3 separate regions of the Mus musculus genome follow, and all the other regions are linked to region 3. A link is a contact called in public HiChIP or PLAC-seq data. All regions are on one chromosome and are shown on one strand. Each heading gives the region's core, a stretch centred on a gene start, on an enhancer-like site or on the middle of the called end of the contact. The rest is flanking DNA. Distances are from core to core; before and after follow the strand shown. Region 1 overlaps Fntb (farnesyltransferase, CAAX box, beta). Region 2 overlaps Max (Max protein). Region 3 holds the start of AI463170 (expressed sequence AI463170).

Region 1 (2,700 bases), core at 70-2,569, 330 kb after region 3:
GCCAGCCTGGTCTACAGAGCGAGTTCCAGGATAGCCAGGGCTACACAGAGAAACCCTGTCTCAAAAAAACAAAAACAAAACAAAACAAAAAAAAAAAAACCAAAAAAACAACCAAACCAACAAAACAAAACAAAATCTTCTCCAGTTTTGTCAGCCCCTAGACCCCCAGAGCTAGTGGAACATTCTAGATGGGCTAGGCCTGTCCTTCATTATTTGATCACAGCCTGCTTTCTCCTGACTCCCTTTACTTGGAGATCAAAGTCAGTTTGGCCAGAGGACCAGGACTTGAATCCCAGAGGGCACTAAACAGAGTAAATCTTAAAGCATGATCCTAAGAGCCATGAGATGATGGAAGGGCCTAAGAGCCGTGTGGGGGTAGAAAAGGCTGTGACCAGCAGGGAGGGCTCCCATCTCCCTGCCTCCCTTTACAAAGGATAGCACTGCCTTTAATTGACTTTTATTTCAGAGTTCGATGTTTGATGTGTGTGTGTGTGTGTGTAGGGGTTTTCCAAGCCTAGCATAGGTAACCCGGGTAACACAGCCGACACCCCAACTCTGGCATTTACTTCTTTTATAACCTGGAGAAAATGAGTCTCCCCAGACCTTGTTGATGTACTTTAAACATATAGAACCTGTAACTGGTACCACCTGCCCTGTGGAGCACGGGCTGCTCAGCTGTCATGTTTGACTTGAATTAGGATCAAGGTCTGTGCACGCATCACCTCCAGAAGCCTTTGCCCTGTCTCCAGACACACTCATCTTTCTCCGGGTCCTCCGAGCACCTAACAGGTGCTTTGCTAACCTCGTTCCGGGAAGACACTGGGTAACTCAGGCTTATGTGTCTACTGCGTCTTTCTCTAAGATAGCCATGCCAGTCAGTATTCCACGTGCTGAGCACCCCAAGACTCACAATCAGTTTCTGACATCGACATGCCCCCAGTGTCTAAGGTCTGGCACAAGCAGATACCAAATATTTGCTGAATCTGTAAATGAGTGAATTCAGGAAATGTCCTTGTGAGAAGGAAGATGTGTTTCCTTGTCTGCAGAGGGAAACCAGCAGCAGTTAACTGCCCTGTGTGTAAGTTCTCTGCTCAGCCTTGCTTGGACTCCTGCAGCAGGGACTTAAGAAGAGTTTAAGACTTGTTCCCTGTTGTTCTGTTGTCACAGATGAAAGCACCCTTCTTTTGCTGATTGTTGTCCGAGGGAGCGAGAGTGCCTGCCTCCTCCTCCCCTTGCTAGGCTTCAGGAACTAAGACAGATGTAGCCTTGTCACAGGACCTTGGAGCGACTGACTAAAGGGTGTGTTTTCTCCCGGTCCCCCTCAGTGTCTGGATGCCAGCCGCCCCTGGCTCTGCTACTGGATCCTGCACAGCCTGGAGCTCCTTGACGAACCCATCCCCCAGATAGTGGCCACAGAGTGAGTTCTGGCTTTGGGGAGCCTGGGGTATACTTTGGAATCGCGTCCTGGATTTGGAATTCCTTTTGCTCCTGTTTTATTTGATGTAAACGGGGAGAAAACCTTGTTACAGAGAAACCCTTGCCCTTCCCTTGACCTCCAGCAACTTCCGGAAACTCCTCCACACAGAAGCTCTGCTCTAAACTGGTGGGTAGAGCAACTCTTTCAACTTCCAGAGGAGGTCTGGGATGTTTTTTCTTCATTCCGTCTTTCTCTCCCTCCCTCTCTTCTACTCCCTCCCTCTTTTCCTCTCCCTCTCCACCTTCCCCCTCTATTTTTATTTTATTTTATTTTTTTAAAGACAAGGTGGTGTCGGTCCAGGCCTTTAATCCCAGCTCTTGGGAGGCAGATGTCTGTGAGCTGAAGGACAGCCTGGTCTACATACAGCCAGGGCTACATGGAGAAACCTTGTCTCCAACAAAACAACAGTAAAAACAAACAAACAAAAAAACCCACCAAAACCAACCAAACAAAAACCCCCATTTACTCAGATAAGGAAAGTCTCTGTGTGTAGCTGCTTTGAACTCACTCTATAGACCAAGCTGGCCTCCAACTCACAGTGATCCTCCTGCCTCAGCCTCCCATGTACTCTGGCTTTGACCTTTGAGAAGAAGTCCTCACCATCATGCCTGACAGTTATGACGAAACGCCACGGAAAGCATGTACTACTGTGAATCAAAACACTCTTACCTTCCTTACACACCTCCATGGAGGTGTAAAGGCTGGGAACAGGCCAGCTCTCCACAGGACTAGGTGGGTAACTGTCTTGGGTACCAGTGCCGTGTGAGACTCACAGTCTCATTGACCTCTGATTGATGACAAGACATGTGAGCAACGTAGCGGTGCCCCACACTGCTGGTGCAGGTGCAGCTTGTAAAGTGGCACCTCGTGCTCATCACGGGTCGTATTTTAAGAAAAACAAACACAAAAACTGACCCTGCCCCCAACCTTGAAAATACCAGACCTAGGAAAGGACGGCCAGGAACTGAATCTAAGGGGTTTACTGAGAGCGTGTCTTCTGGGCTGTGTGCCCCCACTCCCTTGTACTCTGGAGGGCAAGGAGTTTGGGAAGCAAGTGTCCTGAGCCAGGTTTGGTTTTCCCACAGCAGAAGGTAGCAGCTGTGCCAAGACTCGTGGAGGCTCGCTGGAGCCCTCCCTAGTCCCAGAGCCCCTGCCTTGGTCACATTGTCAGGTCAGAAGAACAGAACTTACATTGTCTCATTCATTCTCTTTTAACAATAACC
Region 2 (2,700 bases), core at 179-2,678, 400 kb after region 3:
CATGCGTGATTGTTTTTCCTGTTTGGTTTTTAATGTTTAGAATTCACTAATTCTGAGTAGACATGCCTCTTCTGAACAGGCGGGACAGAGTAGTGGGGCAGGACAAATTGTGGCTGCAGGGACTAAGAAGGTTAGCTATTCTATACATACACGCAGCAGCATGGAGAGCCAAGGTAGATGCTGAGCAGCCTTACCAGTTCTTCTTGCAAACCCATGTTTACACACAGGACTAAGAACAGCCAGTGAACAGAAACAGCGAGCGGCAGCTCACAGTCTGGGGAACTGATGCACAAAGCTCTGTCTTAACAGACGTTAGTTACCTTGTAGGCAATAGTCAGAATTTGACCTAAGTCTCAGGTACTCTCTTGTTTTAGGAACAGAGGCAGTTGTAGCACTAATTTTAAAAGGTCAAGAGAACTTTTTCAGAGACAGAGTTACCATGGAGAGAAAAACCAAAGATGAGGACAGGCCTTGGGGAGAACCACTGATCTGCCTTCAAGGATAACTCCAGTGAAGGTGGTTTCCTCAAAGTAGAGTCAAGGCCCAATGGTGAGCCACTTCCACACAGGCACAGGCTTGGGCAGAAAAGCAATGGCTGAAGACCAGTCTTTTTGGTTAAAAAGTGAGACACAAAATCAATCACACAAACAGTAACAACCACCACCAGCTTGTAGTAGTAACAACATCAGAGAACACTTTTCCACAGGTGAGAACTAAACAGGCTCCTACTAGAGAAGAAATGCTGGGTGATTCAGAACCCGAACAGCCAACTCCCATAGCGCTGCCTCGTAAGAAACCCAGAAAGGGGGAAAAATACAAGGTACAATGGAGAGGACTCCGGGTTTGACAGCAGGTGGCCGGAGGGGAGGTCAATCACATCTAGGGCTACATGCCTTTCTCTAAAAGCAGCAACCTATTCATGTGTCTTGGCAGAAATTTCACAAAAGGACTCAAAGGCTTCCAAAGAAGGTGATTCTAACTACAATCAAGGCTCCCGTGATTCCTGAGGTTCATCAACACAGACGCGTCAGCCTTCAGACAGGGCCAGTGAGCCGGCACAGTGGGTGGGACTCAGTAAAAGAGAACCAACTTCCAAACACTGTCTTCCTCCGGCTACCACCTGCTGCCCAACACAAGTTAGAGCAACAGCCCCACATCTCTACTTCTCTATCTTATCACACTTTACCTCTTTTTATATAAAAAGCCAAATTAGTTTAGACAATAGAGGTAAGAGGCAAGGTAGGGCATAGTAAGCCTAGATCATTAACATCAGGAGCACCTCTGCCCTTCCCAGAGGGCCTAAAGCCCAGCAGCTACACCCATCCCCAGTCCGCAGTCAGATGCTCGCTGGCGGCCATTACACTTGCTGTACCGCCAATGCTTGGGAGGCAGAGGAGGAACGCGGAGCTTGAGGCCAGGCTGCTTTACAAAGTCCCTGCCTTGAAGAACCTTAGGCGGGGGAGGGGCAGGCAAATCTGGGGTACAGTTCTGTTGACTAAGCCACTTTCTGGAAATGAAAATTTACAAATGTGCACAACAAATGCCAGTGCCCTCTAAGTAGTTCACTCTAAAATGGAACCCATCAGTGGGGGCAAGGGAGGCGGCAGTCTGTGCCATTTCTTAAAGGCTTTGTGCTTTCAGGCTCTTGACAGACCTGGCTGACTGTGGTGTGGCAGAGATGACAGACCCTGCAAAGATTCTTTTCAAACCTTAAGGGCTAACTGTGCTGTTGGGACCCTTAGAGAAGGCGCAGCACTTCCCATCAAACAGCCCATGAAGAACAAGTACAGCACATAGTTTCCTCAAGAGGAAACAGATCTACAGGAACAACATGCATTTACCTTCAAAGGTAATAAATAAAATTTTAAAGCAATTACTAGTTTCTTGACTACTAAGTTAGTCTTCCTCTAAGGCTCAGTGATGTTGAAACTGAGAGACAGTCAAACTCTAGGTAAAGACTCCAGAAAGCACAAAGAGAGAATGAGATGGAAGCCATCTTCCTGGAAGTATCTTTGCAACACAGAGCACAGCCAGTGGCTAGCAGCCTTCACTTAGCACCTGAGAGGTACTCTGTATTTGGGAATGGCCAAATACATCATGCTGGTCATCACTACTTTAGATATAAAATGTTAAGACGTGTACAAACCCCAAACTGGTCAACAGAAACAACCCAATGGCTAAACATGAATGACTCATCTTTTGGGGAAAACTAAGGTCTGTAAATGAAGCAAGCTATTAACACTTTACCCACAGCAAGTACGCCTAGACCAGAGCAGAGCAATAGGTGTCCTTGCTTCTTAGAGGTTATCATTTCTATGCATGAGGAGTGGGGATTCTCATGTAGCCCAGGATAGTAGCCTCAAACACATCCAATTGAGGCTGACCCTGGTACACACCACCACACCATGCTGGGGAAGGAACCCAGAATGTCGGGCATGTTAGGCAAGCTCTCCACCTATGGAGTCCCATCTACAGTCTCTGGGTTAAAAATTTTAAAAATGGGTTATAGTGGAGAAAAATGAGACAAGTCTGACGTTTACTTTAAGGTGGCAACCATTTCAGTCACATTAAACTGAAGGGCAACATAGGGAGTAAAGTTTACTACACTACTCGGTGTGGTCCCACATTAGCCACAGCACTCACACACAATCAGTCTGCACTGCAGTGACCACAAGTGTGTGTGTGATATTTTTAATACTT
Region 3 (2,700 bases), core at 36-2,535:
TGCAGCCTCGAGGACCGAAGGGTTAATAGCCTCAGGCTTCGAGGGCCTGAGTGGGGGAGGTGCCCCACAAATGGAGTATTGTTGTGTTGTTGACTGATCTGGCTTTGTTTGAGTCTTCAGTGTTTGACTTCCTGCACTTAGTACCCCATGTGCTTAATCTCTGGAGAGATTTGTGGTCTTCTTCTGCAAGGTGCTTACCTCCTGGGGCTGGGGCCTGGGTCCTCCCCCATCCGGAGCCTTCTAAGTTTTGCGGGGAAGGTACATTTTCATGGCTAAGGCCCCCCAGCAATCAGGAATGAGAGAAATGCAGCAAGTGTGACCCACACGCGGAACTGGTTCTGAATAGGACCGTTTATTGAAGAGGTTTCAGCAGGAGGCAGCGGGCGCTTTAATTCCCGAGGTTGTTGGTGGCAGTTCGTTGCTTGCCCAGCCCGAGCCTGTTAACTGCTGGGCTGCCGAACTCCGGAGAGAATGCCGCTCCCCAGTCCCTGGCCACCTTCCCGGGACTGCTCTCTGTGTTGGGATGGGAGCCCTTTTGAGGAAAGCGGTAGGTAGCCTCTGAGACCCGGCCAAGGGTGGCTGAGTGGGGTGCAGCTGGGACTCTGAACCTCGCCTGGCAACCTCTGGGGAACATGAGCAGCCACAGGCTTGTGGCCCAGGGCTTTTGAGGCTCCCCTGGAGGTTCAGAAATGGAGGACCACACCGGGTTCAGTGTAGAAAAGTGACTTCTATTTACCTTGCCTGGGTGCTTCCAGTAGGTTTGGCCATGTGACTCGCAGACAGCTCTGTGGCTTTTGGAGTGCTTTGCTTGGGGACTTCAGAGGTCTTCTCTCAACATTCACGGATGGGTGGCTAGAGAAGGTCCTGTGTGATCACACTGTCCCCATACACGCATACATACACACATGCATAATGGGAAAACAGTGTCTTTTTCCCAGAATCCACAGGGGGTGGTGATGTTGATTGTTCTAGATGAAATCAAGCGGCACCATTGGTAGGGGAGGTAACAAGTGGGTCCTGGATACCCTAATGGGTGTCAGGCCGGGTGGAGCCAGCACCTACCATCTGTGTAGCTCTAGGAGGCAGGTGCAGGGAGCCGGGGGCAGATCCTTGCTCAGACTTCACTACTTCTTTCTCTTGTGTGTCAAGGCCTCCCTCTTCATGGAGTGGACTGCCACCGGAGCTGCCGTGCCCTGTGTACTCTGTAGCCTCTGGGGTTTGGTAACAGGTGAGGGAACTGTCGAAATTCTGGTCTTTGTGTGCTCCTCGCTGAGGGAGAAGTTTCCTCTCTCTCTGCTGGAAACTGGTTGGATGAGTTTCCTTTAGGCCTGTCTGGCTGAGGCCTCTTAGCCAGGGTGTGAGGGACTGGGGGATGGGAGCAGGTGTTGTGGGTGGAGTGGCTTTCAGAGCTGCGGCAGGCACCGCAGGGTGAGGCGCTGGATTTGACGATCTGCCTGTCTGTGAGGATTTACACTTGTGTGCAAATCCCTAAGGTCTGCCTTGGAAAAGCCACTCCCCTAGCCTCTGGGCTAGGATCGTATGGTCCTGGTGGAGGCCCGGGCAGAAGTAGGGGTGGATTGTGGAGAAGCCACGGAGGAGGAAGTTGGTGTTTTAACTACATCAGTCCAGGAGAGAGCGTGTCTTGTACGGTTGTTTCTGTACCTGGAGGCTCATGCTTAGAATTAGGAAGGAGCCAAGACTGAGGGAGATACCGTGCTGGCAGCCTCACCCCCCACTTCTGACAAGTGTGGGAAAGAAAGGTAAAAGATGGGGTGGGGGGTATCCCTTTGATGTTAAGATTCATATGGACCCTTCCTCCGCCCAGATGAGAGCTATAAGCCCCTATTCCTAGAGGGAGATTCCCCTCCAGCTAAGACTGGAACCTCAGTGGTCCCTGTTGGATAATAGCCTCAGGTAAGGAGGAATTGCATTAAGCTGTTTGGGTGATGGCTCTTACAGTCCCTTTCAACCCTACCTCTACCCCATTCTAGAAAGGTCACATACAGCCCAAACTGGACACACACTCCCTGTGTAGCTAAGAATAGCTTTGAACCTCCAGTCTTTTGTTTCCACCTCTGGTTTTTATGTAGTACTAGCTATCAAACTCAATCTTTCCTTCAGGCAAGCACTTTAGCAACTGGACAACATCCCAGCTCTTCCTGCCTTCCTGAAACACCTAATTTACACATTGCTTCGAGTCACCTTGATTTTTGGGTCACGCATCTTCCCTCTGTGCGTGAGTCGGGGTAGATCTTAACTCCTTTCTGTGGAGTGATCTCTGGGGTACTCCCCCCAAGCCCCCACCTCACTCCCTACCTCACTCCCTAGATATCAGCTGTGGAATGTCTGCAGGTCCTGGGTCTCTACCTTCCTTTCAAACACATCTTGGCCCCGTGGGCACCTGAGCTGCAGTCTGAGTCTCAAGTGGTGCCTTTTGAGGGCATATTCTCCCATCTCATCACCTGGGGCCTGTTTCCACCTGTCTCTGTTGCTTGATCCTCCAGATCTGCCCTGGTTGTCCTTTCTCACAAAGCAAGTCAGGTGCTCCCAGGCCCTGCTTCCCAGGCCTTGCTGCTCCAGCTGTCCTGGATGCTCTCCCTTTAAAGGGAATCCAGCTTTGCTGACCCCCTTTGGATCTCTTCTTTGCCTGGCTTTCTCCTCATTTGTGACTCAGTCAAAATATCACCTCCTTTTACAAAG

The links. HiChIP or PLAC-seq counts read pairs in DNA pulled down with a chosen protein or histone mark.
Region 1: an H3K27ac HiChIP or PLAC-seq map of embryonic stem cells shows a contact between it and region 3, with 10 read pairs. The contact joins the enhancer-like site here to the promoter of AI463170 in region 3. A contact is called at or near these places in 1 of 39 promoter capture datasets (embryonic stem cells), 1 of 15 datasets of contacts at CTCF or cohesin (the NIH/3T3 cell line), 1 of 484 Hi-C or Micro-C datasets (embryonic stem cells) and 5 of 115 datasets of contacts at active chromatin or transcription factors (effector CD8 T cells, embryonic stem cells and pancreatic cancer cells).
Region 2: a contact with region 3 is called in an H3K27ac HiChIP or PLAC-seq map of embryonic stem cells, with 5 read pairs. The contact joins the enhancer-like site here to the promoter of AI463170 in region 3.

Annotation. Positions count from the first base shown.
Region 1 is chr12:76,873,707-76,876,406 of GRCm38.p6, forward strand. It overlaps Fntb (farnesyltransferase, CAAX box, beta), which reads left to right. Exons shown (of 12, transcript NM_145927.2): 4 at 1,326-1,417. Among named protein-coding and RNA genes, the nearest start is that of Gm46357, 7.2 kb to the left of the region's middle. Within about 2 kb of position 1,320, at least 23 of the 459 cell types and tissues checked have an H3K27ac peak or open chromatin away from gene starts, as enhancers often do. A contact at or near this core is called in embryonic stem cells, where this site is marked.
Region 2 is chr12:76,943,818-76,946,517 of GRCm38.p6, forward strand. The region is part of intron 2 of Max (Max protein); the gene reads right to left. Among named protein-coding and RNA genes, the nearest start is that of Max, 17 kb to the right of the region's middle. Within about 2 kb of position 1,429, at least 9 of the 459 cell types and tissues checked have an H3K27ac peak or open chromatin away from gene starts, as enhancers often do. A contact at or near this core is called in embryonic stem cells, where this site is marked.
Region 3 is chr12:76,546,640-76,549,339 of GRCm38.p6, forward strand. AI463170 (expressed sequence AI463170) reads right to left here and starts at 1,286. Exons shown (of 3, transcript NR_046044.1): 1 at 1,063-1,286; 2 at 737-852; 3 at 333-532. All of the region lies in intron 1 of Plekhg3 (pleckstrin homology domain containing, family G (with RhoGef domain) member 3), which reads left to right.